Regions from separate parts of the Sus scrofa genome. Here all the other regions are linked to region 1. A link is a contact called in public Hi-C and HiChIP or PLAC-seq data. All regions are on one chromosome and are shown on one strand. The core of a region is the stretch at or near the end of the contact, and the rest is flanking DNA. Distances in the headings are between cores, read along the strand shown.

Region 1 (4,560 bases), core at 1,079-3,578:
CCAAATTCCCTCTTTCTGGCCAGGCCTCTGGAAGGAGGGAAAGGAGTCTCAGAAAAGGTGTGGAGGGGACGGTGTTACTTTTAAATCGCCTTGTTTGGGGTGAGGGGTGAGAACACGGGTCTTGGGGAAGGTGACAACAAGCTGAGGTCCCGGCAGGTCTTCCAAGCTCAGCACCTAAAGCCCACTGGCTGCACGATCCTGTCCTGGCCGCACCTGCCTTCTGCTGGACTCTAGGAGGGGCTTTTGAAGGCCTGAGTGGGGGGGGGGGACTGAGACTGCGAGGAGCCTGGAGCTTAGTGGCCCCCAACCTCGCCATTCTCCAGGCTTGCAGAGCAGAGCCCCCTGGGCCCATGCCCAGCCAGCCAGCACAGCCCACCGGGCAGTGGCCGGGGCGGGCGCATTCTGGGGTTCAGCAAGTGCTCCCCTCTGGGGAATCCCACGGCCTCCTCTTCTCCTCCCCCTCCTCCCCAGGGCCAGGTGCGCAGCATTGGAGCCCCATCTGCACATTCTCCCTGCACTCACGAAGCCATGCTTGTCGGAGATATTGTTGGTCAGCTTCAGCTTGTGGAAGGCCACCGGCTTGGCCATCCACTGCTCTCCCGTGGCCGGGCTGTCCGGGTGGATGTACATCCGTTTGGGCATCTCGGGGTCGGCTTTGCCCGCCACCATCCAGCGTGAGTTATGGAATTTATACCGGCAATCATCTGCCGCCACAATGTCCATCAGCAGGATGTATTTGGCCTTCTTGTCCAGGCCGCTGACTCGAACCTTGAAGGGAGGAAACATCCTCCTGCGAGGAAGGGAAAGATGGAGACGTCATGGGACCCGGCTCTGTCCGAGGACCCCTCTCCCCTGACACACACCATCGGCCGGAGCTTCCCGGCTTGTGTTCCCCTGACATCGCTGCTCTGCCCTCTTATGACTGCCTGGGAGACCCCACCTGTGCTTGTTATTCCTGGGAGACCCCATTTCTGCCTGTCAAGACCCTCTCCTGTGAAAAAGGCTTCTCATTGCCCCCCTGCTCAGATTTAGTGACCCTCTTTCTCCCGCATCTAAGATGAAAGCCGAGGTCCAGGAAAGAAATCCAGGCCTTCTAGAAATACAGCCGCTTCTCTTGAATCTCCTCGAAATTCCTTCAGGGGATTTATCCTCTTGGGACAAAAGCGCCCAGAAATAAATTCGGAGGATGTTTGTTTGGGGACAGGAACTGGGCTACAGCGCCCAGCAAGGACCCTGACCCTGCAGTTCGGGGGAAGAGGGTGAGCCTGAGGCCTGGATTCTCCGTGGCTGAGTCAAAGGCTTGAGTGGTTGGGGATTGTAGTTTTCTTCCGGCCGTAAGGCCTGGAGCGGCGTGTGCGTCTGGAGCTCCTCGCTCCTCGGCCGGGACAAGGCTCCCGGCCAGGTCCGGCTGTGGTTGGGCCGGCGCGGGGCTCGCTGCCGAAAACGCAGCGACCGGCAGGAACCAGTGGGCCAGCCCAGGCCTAGCGGGGTGCGAGTCCCGTTCTGGGCTCCGGGGTCGGAGGAGAGTGCGGGGGACGCTGCATCCACCCGGAGCGCCGAGCCAGACCCGGAGGCAGAAGAGCGAGGCCGCGGGGCTGAGGAGTTGCAGCCGAGACCTCTGAGACCCGCCCGGCCGAGCCGCGGGGCCTCCTCGGCTTTGGGACTTAGACCAGTTGGGACTATTCTGTAGGAGCATGTTTTCGTTTTACTTCATTCAGGAGATTTCGACGCTTTAGGTTTTAAAGATTCGTTCGGTGCCAAATGAGCAAAGTCAACTCGGTTGTTTGTGGGAGCTACGCGTGGCTCGGGGGGCCCGCGCCGGGAGCCGCGAACCGCGGGCTCGGCGTTGGTCGATGCTGTCGGGTTCCCCGCCCGCCCTTTCGCGCGCCCTCCGGCCAGCCGGCCTCCCTACCTCCCGGACTTGGTGATGACCATCTCGGTGCCCAGCTTGTGGAACTGGTCCCACAGCTCCTTGGCCTCCAGCGTCACCTTGGGGTCGTCCTCCACCTCGTCCTCGGGCTCCAGGCTCTTAAGCGAGCGCAGATGCGCGGCGGGCGGGTGCGGGCCGAGTGCCGAGACGTGCAGCCCCGCCTCGGCCGCCGCCGCCGCCGCGGCCGCCGCCGCCGCCGCCCCCGCCAAGCCCGGGTCGGGCAGCGGCTTGGCCAGCGCGCCGGGCGGCAGGGCGAGCGCCGGGAAGAAGGAGGGCTGCGCCGCCGCCAGGAAGGCGGACATGGGGAAGTCGGCCGGCCGTGGCGCGTGAAACGGGTGGTAAGCCATGGCGCTGGCCGCCAGCGCCGGCTCTCTCATCGGGACATCCGGCCCAGGCGCCCAGGGGCCGGGGCCGGGGGCGCGCGGCTCGGACCCCCGGCCCGGGCGGCGGCGCGCGCGGAGGAAGGGCGACCCGGGTGGCGAGCGCGGCGGCGGCTCCTCCCGGTTCCCCGTCCGGCGCACCGCAAGGGACGCGGGGCTCTGGGCGCGGGGGCGGCGGGGGCTCTGCGCTGGGCTGGGCTGGCCCGCTCCGGCGCCGGGGACCACGCGCGACTGGTTAGATCTTGTCGTGATCTCTGGAAAACTGTGACTATCTCACATGTCCTGCCCTGCTCGGATCCCCTGCGCTAACGAGCCAGGCCCCCCTTGATTGCTGATTTTACGCTTTTTGGACCAATTGTGGGTCTCCGGGGGCGGGGTTTTGACAGCTCAGGCCAAGCTCCGGCCGGGAGGGGGGGCCGGGGAGAAGGTGTCGGAAGCCTCAGCAGTAAGAAAACATGTCAACAGAATAAAATATTAACCAATGACGGGCCAGCGGGCGCCGAGACCCCTCCCCCTGCCCCGGCCCCCACCTCGCAGCCCGCGCCTGAGGCTGCCTTCGCCGGGACTGGAAAGCGCGGCGGCCGACCCGACCCGCCGCCGAAAGGGCCTGAGGCGGGGGGCGCCTGGGTCCCAGGGCCCTGGGGAAGGACCCCCAGCCGCAAGCTGCCCCAAGTGCAAAGCATTGACAGGGCCCCGAGAGGAGAGGGGGCGCCCTCCTTCTCCCGCGCTCGGCCGCCCAGCAGCTCTGGCGCGCGCCCCAGCTTGGCCTCCGACCCCGCACCCGGCCGCGGCGCGGCCCGGGCCCCTGCGCTCCGGAGGGAGGCTGCGGGTGCTGGAAAGAGAGGCCGGTGGGCGGGCGAGTCGGGAGGCGCCGGCTGCCGAGGTCCTGGACCGGAACCCAGGTGGCGGGAGCCGGTGAGTGGAGCCGTGGCAGAGTCCTGGTGGGGCCGGCGTGGGCGGGAGCGGGACGCGGCCTTTCACTCGGGAAACGCGGGGATCCCCTAGCCCACGCCTCCCCTCCTAAGAAGACTCAGAAGGAGCCTGGAGTTCCGGGAAAGCCCTGAACTCAGCTCAGTATCCGTCTGCCTCCTGGACCTAAACTGAGCTCCCCCACGCGTCCCGGACCTAAGCTGAGCTCTCCCACCTCCCGGGGAGTGGGTCCTCGGCGCTGGGAAGATGAGGGCACCTTCTGCCGAGCACTGGGTGGCACCGCGCGGGTGGATCCAGCCCCCAGATTCTTGACCCGCGACCCAACGAATTTTCGCCGCATCCGGTATCAGAGACACAAGTATCTTTCATCCTAAAAATTGGCATCCTCTCTCTGCCACTTCCTTAGAATTTGTTTCCAGTTCTCAAAAGGTCACGTCTCCCAAGTTCAGTAGTGCAGAATAAGGAGTGTGGGGGTCTGAGGGTCTGCGCGCACCTGCGGTTGAAACTCCTCCCCACCTCCACTCTCCACAATCAGTCTTCGCTCGCCGGCAACACCAGTATCGCGCCCCCCACCACGCCCTCGGTGTGTGAATGTGTGTGTTTCGCGCCCAATGTGGTGGTGCCCTCTGTGCTCGGCGGGAGCTGCAACTTAAGGCGAGCGCCCAGTGAAGCGGCCACACACCTGCCTTGAATCAGGCTCGGGCACTGACACTCGGGCTGATTTCTGGAGGTTGCGTTCCAAAGGCAAGATGACATCTGTGTCCGCGCACTAGACACAGATGACATTCCTGCCCACACAACCAAAACAAGGGTGGGTGAGTTCTGCTGGCGCCCGCCCTGTGCCGATGTGATGGGCACTTAGAGCCCACATCCAAGTGTCCCATCCGCTGCGCCCACGAGTCCCAGGGAATCCTGTTGCTGCATACTCAGACCTGCGTATAAAGCCTGATCACCCCAGGCAGTGTGGGTTGGTGACCGGTAGTAGCAGTTTGGCCTCCCCGACCTTTTTTTTCTACTTTTCCGAGTCGACTCCAGAGATCTGGCAATACCACCAACCCAGCGCGCAATGGGGCGCCTCTCCCAAAAGGTTTTTCTTCACCACCTCACTCTTGACCGGGTCGCTCCTTAGTGCCTCCTCTCTGTCCAGAACGAATCTTCCGTTCCAGGCTGAGCAGTCAACACAGCCGGGGCAGGATCCGTTGCAGCTTTGCGCATGCAAAGTCCTGCCGGCTCCATCTTGGGCAAGATGTTGCCCCTGGGGGGGGATGTGTGTGGACAGGTTTGCGCAGTTGGTGAAGTGACCAGATAATAGCCAGAGTT
Region 2 (4,011 bases), core at 1,436-3,935, 370 kb after region 1:
AGCCTTCAGGCTTTTGAGTCTTTAACCAAATCCACTAGAGCTTTGATCCTTTAGAGGTTTACCAGTACCCAAGATAGACGGAGTTCTCCTAGGGGAAAAAAAAATCCCAAGTTCCATTAAAATGGTTTCTCAATAAATTAAAGCAGGAATTCTATTTGGGAATAGAAAATCATTGAAAAATCGGAATTTTAAAAAATCCTTTGATGTTTAAAGCGAGGATATTCTGTTTTGTTTTCAATTGTTTATTTGTTTACAGTTATTGTTTTTAATGCTACCGTACAAAGCATTAAACCAGAACAGTTCACAGTGGGGCTGAACCACTGATTTTTTTTGTGTTTACTTGTATACGTTTGCATCTTTGAAAAAGGAATTATGAAAACAACCCCAGTGCCCCCCCCCTTTTTTTCCTTTCTTTTTTGCCTTTTGGGGGAAGGATACCTTCAGGTACCTTGGGGCGAGGCAGTCTCAGTTTCCACATTAACATACAGCACCACTGTCTGTGGGTGAGCTTGCCGTGGAATCACCTCTGTTTCCTAAAAATGTTGCTAACTTCAAAATGCCACCTTATCATTGATGCACTGTCCCCAAGTATGTTTTCCCAGACATTCTATACAAAAAAAAAAAAAAAACCACAGAGGAAAAATGGATTAAGTTGAGGATAAAAGTAAAAGAGAGAAAAATAACAATGGGCTTTGTTGCTGCAGTGGGGGAACAGCTTGTCAGGTCAGCTTTGCAGAGGCATATTCCCAAACCGGTCATCATTAACGGACTCACTTCCACAGGAAAAAAGAGGGAAAAAAAAGACAGAGTCTGAAAACTCCGGACAAAAGAAATCCCTGCAGACAAAGTAAAAACAAATTAAAAGACCCATTATAAAACACAGATGCTACAAGGAAAATAAACTTTCCAAGATTTACTGGGCTTTGACAAACTTGAACATTTGTGGAAAAGACATCAGCAACAACTCCCAGGTAATGTAGCTGCAAAGCTAGACTCCTTTCTGTTTTATCTTTACCCTCCCTACAGAAGCTGCCAGGTTGGTATTCTTAGCTTCTGAATGCAGTGATGTGAGAACATGTGAATGTGGCAAACTGCCAGCCACAAGAAATCTCTAAAGCCAGCAAGATCCTGCAATTATTGACCATTTCAGATCATGCAAAATATGGAAGTTAATGTTGGTGTATCTGTGTGTACACCCGCACTTCTTCCTAAATACGAACCAAAGAGGAAAAATAAGACAAAAACAAGACAAATAATACAAAATTATCATACGCCTACACCCGGCTCTTTAAAAAATTTCCCTATCTCACCATCCTATGAAGGAAGAGAAATAAGAGCAATTTATAGATGAGAAAGTACCTTAAAATGGTAACGCATCAGTGAGAAAGAGAAAAGTTTTTATTGTAAGTTTCCAGAGGCACAAGTTATAGATTATTGCTACTGGGGTTCAAAGGAAGATTCCATTAATAGAAGGTGTGAGACATGAAGAACTGCAGTGGAATAAAGTGGACCAAAAGATGCAGTGTGTAGAGGATAAAGAAGCATTGTCATGTGCTGTCCTTGAGGCTACAGGGATAAATACAAAAATGGCCCAGATCGTGTGTAAAAAAGCCAAAGGACAGTAGGCAGTGGGAGGGTGCCCTCGGGGAGAGCACAGCTATTAGGAGGTCTGCGTTACCTTCTCACGTTGTGAACCTTCTCAGCAACACAGACTTGCTTTATTTTAGGGACTCCCACTTTCTGAAGGTTTACAGTAGAAACATATCAAACATACTGAGACTCCTACAACAGTGGAAAATTCTATTCTCATCACCTTCCTACACATCTATCCACTCTTATTCTGGGACAGGAGCCTCCCAGTGAAGTGTCCTTGGTCTGCTAATATTGTGAACACTTCATTTTGCATTTGGGTTCATGAGGCCCCCTGAGCGCCAGTGTGGAGGGAGGTGAGCACCTGGCACTCCTGAGACGGTAACTCCATAGGAAGACCCCTATGCCCAAGTATCTCATTATCGTCCTGCTTCCAACAGCTTCCTTACGCTGAGACCTCATGTAGATGGTCTATTCCCAACATCATGTCTTTCTACACTAAAAACTGGGTATTAAGTTCGTATGGGGCTTTTTTGGTGCTTTCTGCTTTCCAAAGAAGACCAAAATGTTTGGTCTGCTTTTAATATCCTGCTGTGGAATTGACAGGATAAAAAATCCAAATATACCAATGAGTTTAACTAAGTTAACTCTGTAGTTGAAAAGCTCCCGACTTCTTGACTCTGTCAAAAAGAGTACAATGGTAGCTTGTTCTGAAACAATCACTGGAAATCTGGGCTCTGAAAAGTTAAAAACACTGCTTAGCTCTTGCTTGCCATCTAATTTAACATTAAAGCTTTCTCAGCCAAACACTCGATAATTATTTAATCAAAACCAAATAAAGTTCGTGCCGAATATATAAAAAGTATCCTGTGCAAATGGGAATTTCCTGAATGTGGGTTGTTTGGGGTTGACATGGGAGTCTCTATTTCTCTGTCTTTCTCTCTCATTTTTTCCCTTTCCCTAGACGAGAATGACAAGCTTCCCAGCTGCAGTTCCAGGACTTTCACCCTCCTTTTTGACCTTTTCTCAGGCCTATTCCAGTATAATCTGTAATCTACTCAAGTAGGAAGAGGAAACAGCAGCGCCCTGGTGAGAAACAGTGCCTTCTGACCCACATACCAAACTGGGCGGAAGCAATGCTTGTTCACAGGAGCCAAGGAGAGTGGAACATACAATTAAAAGAAAATGAATAATATATACATTTTTTTAAAAAGACTGTTCACAGAACAACCAAACAGTTTAGGTGACAAAGTGCAAGACAGAAAGAGTTCAAAGACAATTCTGACTAGGTTCTGACTTGTTTCTCCCAGGAACTTTTTTGGAGTGATGAAGCCAAAGTACTGCAAATCTTTATGCATTTCAAACTAAAACACTTGTTGCTTTTTCGAGTAAACAGTCTAGAGTATTAACAGACATTACTATAGGGCCTTGGGGCGAGGGGAGCTGGGAAGGTAGGAAGAGAAATCCCCCTGAAAAATTGACCTGAAAACAAGAATCCAATCCTTTTTGTGTGGGGGGTGGGGGGTGGGGGGAGAGCCAAGATGGGGATTGAGGTTTTTAATGATATTGTCATCACTCTTCCTACGACATACAAAGTAACTGCATGGAACTTTGTACGAGTGGTTAGTAAGTGTCAGCAGAATGAAAACGTCACAATTTGGAGAACTGAAATCACACTGATTATTAAATATTTATCAATACATAAGTTTATAAATAATCAAGTCAACAATTTGCTAAGTGGTTTCATTTTCTAGTCTGAATACATGGCCACCAGTTAACTATTATCTTAATGTGTTCATGTCTATTACATGTAAATGTGAGTTTTTCTTTCCTTAAATCTAAAACTGAATAAGTTTAGAAAATTTATACGTAAAAGTTAAAAGTCAAAATATGCTACTCCAAAAAGATCCAAAAATGAGCCTAGAAAGGGAGATGAGATCAAGAGTTAGAAACAATAGTTATAAAAATACAAATGGGGAAAAAAGAAATATTTCCCAAAAGTTTCAGAGATAAAAGTGTATGGGAACAGGCAATGAAATATATATATGAACATCTTTTGTCGACATTGCATCTCCACTCTATTGGTGGCACAATTTGTTCACACACCCAACCCAAGTTCATAAAAATGAATACTGAAATAAGTGGGAAGTTCATTACCTTAGTCTGTTATTCTTGAATTATTCCAAGATTTGGGATGAAGAAAATCTGTAAGAGCTGATGCTCTTAATATTTAAGATGTATCTGCAATTTTTAATTCACTTTAAACACTAGGATCATAGTTTGCCACACTTTCAACAATGAAAAATCAAGCAACACAGTAAGTAGACTACATGTACCACTAGCCTGGACAAAGCAAATTTTTCGTATACATAAAAATAATAAAAGATCTTGGGACTTTTACTTTAAGATTCAAGTTATTCC
Region 3 (4,109 bases), core at 1,568-4,067, 390 kb before region 1:
CTTTGTGCAGAGAAGAACCCGAAAGGAGGTCTCATTTAGTTTTTTTAAAGTTTATTTTTATAATGGTCAGAGGGGGAAAATACATTGGTATCTAATTAAAGTGTAGAGCAATAAAACCCACTGGATTAACAAGCTCTTGGTTTGTCATCAGGATTATAATTCACATAATAACCCTAGAAGATTTTGAAATAAGAAAATACATAGTGTTTGGACCTCAGGAAAAATTTAAAAAGGGGAAAATACCGTGTTGCGGAAGGATTTTGCAGTCCTTTGTCAGTAATGTCCATTGATTAGGTCGATGCATTCAGATAACTCATAATCCTCATTTGTTTTCTTAATGAAGTATCCAGTGTAGAAGCTCCTTCCCTTGGCTTTCTGCGATATATCTGAATAAGCCCCACCATCCTTCCTTGAAACGGACCTCTTCGTTTATAAAAGAAATTAGACAGGCTAAAGTATGCTCTTAGGGAAAGAAATTAAGGCGTTCCCTTGTGCAGCTGGTTAAGGATCTGGCACTGTTACTGTGGCGGTTCAGATTGATGCTGTGGTTCAGGTTGGATCCCTGGCCTGGGAACTTCTACTTTCACATGCCGCGAGTGCGGCCAAAAAAAGGAAGAAAATAAAAGAAATTTACTTTCAGCCTTTTCACTATAGCAGATAGCCACATTTCCTTTTCCTTCTTTGTAAGATGGGATTACTACTGGCCCTACCTCATAAGGGTATTATGTAAGAGCTAATTTGTATCTGTTTCCAATCATGAAGTGCACAGGATCATAGATGATAGAGTATTTATAACTTTTATTAGATGCTTAAAGTTCAATTAAGTAATCTTGATGCAAAAGATAAAAGCATACACTTAAACCATAAGAATTTTCCTATTTTTAAACAAGGCAGTTTTGTAGTCTTTTAAGATTAAATACAACTGCTCTTGTTTCGTTTTAAACTGAGGCTTTGGAATATTTTGTGTGTTTAGATAAACCTCTAGGAGTTCAGAAAAGGTTGAAATATGTTTTCTAACTAAATGCAGTGCACATTCCTGGATCAATTTTCAAAGACGGTCAAAACCTGCTGTGTTAAATAATAACATGCTGTTTTTCCTCAGATTTGTTGATGATGTAAATAAAATGTGTACATATATTAGTAAATGTTAATATTCATGCATTTTAAGTTAAGGTTATAAAATTTGTCACAATGTGATTTTTTTTATTCAAGTGACAAAAAGATGTGTGCAGCTATTTTGAATATTGGTTTATAAACATTCGTATTCTTTATCAAATGAACTTGTGTTTTTTTTGTGTGTTTCGTTTCATTGCTATTAACGTGAAAGGAACAGTTCAAGGGACTGGGATCCAGGACTGTCTGGCTCCAGAGCCTATGTGTATCAGTTTTCATTATGCCACATACATCAAATGGCAATACAAGATGAGAGTTCAGAGCCTCATGAACTTAAGAGAGGAAAATCAGAGTAGTTATCCTGGAGAAGTTACATAAAAAGATTTGATGATTTAAAACATTTGTAAAAGCAGAATAATAATTTGAAGGTAGTTTTAAGGATTTATTTTTATAAACTATCCTCCATTGCACTGTCTTAACAGTAAATTACACTTTTTGTACTTTTCCTTCATCTTGGCTTATGAATATGTATTTTCACATAATGAAATTCATAATAACCCAGTTTGGAGTCTGCTTTTTTTCATTTAACGTTATGGAGTTTTGGCAGGTTGTTTGGTTTTACATTTATTTTATCGGTTCCATAATGATTGAATTGATATAATCATCTCCCTGGGAAGTTAGGGTTTTTTTTTTTTTTCAGTATTAGAATAGGCCTTGTTAAAAATAAATAAATAAAAAGAATAGAACTTGTTGTCACTAGAGCTATTATTACTTTTCTTTCTTTTAGATTACTTCTTTAGGGTAAATTTCTGAGCCCGAGATTACTAAATTAAAGGGTAGAATTTATTTTTATGACTGTTTTGTCATTTGGGGAAGATGTAGTAAAACTGAAAGTGAGGCAAGCAAACTCGACTTTTGTTGCTCCCTTCTGCAGCAAACCTCTCTCCCCAAACTGGTTTCTCGGAATCTGAGAAAATGTTTCAGGTCTTGCTTTTTTGGGAGAGTAGCCATTTGAGCCAAGTTTAGGTAGAGGATTGTTTTTTTTTAAATATCAATTTGGCGAGATCATGATTAACCCCCCTACCTTTGAGGAAACCGAAGTGTATTTCTTGGCAAAGAACAAATTGGTCTTAGGAAGGACAGAAGGCTGATAAGCTTTAATGGAATTAAGAGTGATCTGGTGCTGGAGAGCGTTTCCAGTTGAATGTGGTCTCTAAGAAAGCCTTGAATATCAGGAGATTCTGTAGCCAGCTGTCATCCAACTTTTTCGCCTCGTTTGGCTCAGAAGTCTGGCCATTTCCTTTCATTACTCTGGGTACCGGAAAGTTCGGAAATTTGAATCGAGTGGCGCTGAGAAATGCTGAGAGAACTTGGCGTGTTTCCTCTCGCTTGGTCTAGAGACCTTAAAAATGAGACTTCGAATTTCCAAGGAAACTGAGCCACGGCTTAAATCACCGGTTTCCAGAAGTCTAACACAGCAAACTGTATCCCTTTATCTTCTTGGGATCTGCGGGAGTCCTTCACCGCCAAGGAGCTCGCCTTCCCATGCCTCCGTGTAGCTGGGGTTGGTCTTTACGGCGGAGTCCTCCATTGGGTGCCAGCGTGCGCGCCCCCTGACCTCGCGTCGGGATTGGTTGCCTGGTTTCTGGTCTTGGCGAGTGATTGGTTGTCTGACTTCGCCCGGCGATTGGGTGCTGGGAGTCGAGGGGTGGGAGGCGGGAATTCGTCCGCTGGAGTGTTGTACTTGGGAGCTGAGGGGAGAAAAAGTAAGAGGTACGTAATCCCGCGACTGGGAGTAGCATCCTTGGGAGGAAGAGAGGGAGGCTAGGACCTCTCTTTGCCGGAACTTCTCTGTGTTTGCTTGCAAGTTTCGGCTTCCTTTATCCCGAGAATCGGAGCCCAGTCGGCATTGTTTGATTTTCCGCCGGGCGGGCAAGTCTGTCTCTCGCGGGGAGGGCGCAAAGCCTGCCAGAAGGGTGCCTTTTGCTTTTGTCCACCCGCCTTGCAAGCCCATCGGTGTGGAGTGGATCCCCAGGGCCTTGGGGATCGGGGTTTGCTGAGGGAGGAGGGAATATGAGGACGAAAACCTGTGGGGGGTGGGGAGGAAGCCTGCTTTTACCTCCTTGGAGCAGAGGCCTTCTACGAGTCTGGGGCTTTTCGTTACTCTTGGGAGGGGGCTACGGCGGAGCCAGATAAGTTTTGTCCTTTATCCAGTGTGTAGAGGAAGCGACCCCTTTTTGTTGCCAGTTGCCACCACGGGTGGGGGTGGGGGTGGGGATGGATTGCTTTCTAGGTTATATCTGAGTTACTAGGCCAGCCTTGAGTTGTTGGTTAGATTAAGGATTTAGATTCCACAAATATCGTTCTCAGAGCTTCACAGATGGAAGCACAAAATGTTACAACTGGAAACTACCTAAGAATAGTGATTCTTAATTTCTCTGGGGACAAATAACTATGGTTAAGGTTGTGACAGGCTTTATACTATGTGGAATTGAGATTTTAACCCATCTCTTCATCCCCACATGGAATTTAGCATTTCTTCACTATTGCAAATAATTCCTCAGTTGATAACAGTGTATATCATTTCCCTTTTATTTTTAGTTATTTCCTTAGGATATATATCTGGGAATGAGAAATCTATGGACTTTCTCTTAAAAAATACAGTCATATACAGAAACTTATGCATGCAATATCAAAAGATTACACACAGTCTTTGAATTACATCTATGTATCCTAGGTTAAGTTGGTTTAGAAGAGGTGGAGATTAAAGTAGATCACTTCCTCTGTATCAGATACTGGAGTTTAGGCACATTCTATACATTACCCGTATTTAATTTTTGACTCAGTGCCTGGCTAATTTTCATAAAAGCCCTATCAGGTAGATAGTATTATATTATCTCCATTTTACAGATGAAGAAACAGGCTCTGTGAGATTAAGTAATTCACAGTGCAATTCCACTTTAAGGCTTATTTTCTTTGCATTATACCCTATTGAC

What was found. Hi-C and Micro-C count contacts between places; a contact is called where the count stands out from the background. HiChIP or PLAC-seq counts read pairs in DNA pulled down with a chosen protein or histone mark.
Region 2: a Hi-C map of subcutaneous adipose tissue shows a contact between it and region 1, with 2.3 times the contacts expected there. The contact joins the enhancer-like site here to the promoter of TBX2 in region 1. A contact is called at or near these places in 22 of 47 Hi-C or Micro-C datasets (alveolar macrophages, brain, embryonic fibroblasts and 14 more) and 1 of 2 datasets of contacts at active chromatin or transcription factors (skeletal muscle).
Region 3: an H3K27ac HiChIP or PLAC-seq map of skeletal muscle shows a contact between it and region 1, with 4 times the contacts expected there. The contact joins the promoter of BRIP1 here to the promoter of TBX2 in region 1. A contact is called at or near these places in 1 of 5 promoter capture datasets (fetal skeletal muscle) and 1 of 2 datasets of contacts at active chromatin or transcription factors (skeletal muscle).

What each region holds. Positions count from the first base shown.
Region 1 is chr12:36,885,185-36,889,744 of Sscrofa11.1, forward strand. It overlaps TBX2 (T-box 2), which reads right to left and starts at 2,329. Exons shown (of 7, transcript NM_001246248.1): 1 at 1,913-2,329; 2 at 523-790. The coding sequence starts at 2,307. LOC110256170 (basic proline-rich protein-like) reads left to right here and starts at 2,620. Exons shown (of 2, transcript XM_021068167.1): 1 at 2,620-3,225. The coding sequence starts at 2,792.
Region 2 is chr12:37,250,451-37,254,461 of Sscrofa11.1, forward strand. All of the region lies in intron 16 of BCAS3 (breast carcinoma-amplified sequence 3), which reads right to left. Among named protein-coding and RNA genes, the nearest start is that of BCAS3, 220 kb to the right of the region's middle. Within about 2 kb of position 2,686, at least 4 of the 83 cell types and tissues checked have an H3K27ac peak or open chromatin away from gene starts, as enhancers often do. A contact at or near this core is called in subcutaneous adipose tissue, where this site is marked.
Region 3 is chr12:36,495,321-36,499,429 of Sscrofa11.1, forward strand. It overlaps BRIP1 (Fanconi anemia group J protein), which reads left to right and starts at 2,818. Exons shown (of 21, transcript XM_021067301.1): 1 at 2,818-2,886. It overlaps INTS2 (integrator complex subunit 2), which reads left to right. Exons shown (of 25, transcript XM_021067302.1): 25 at 1-1,273.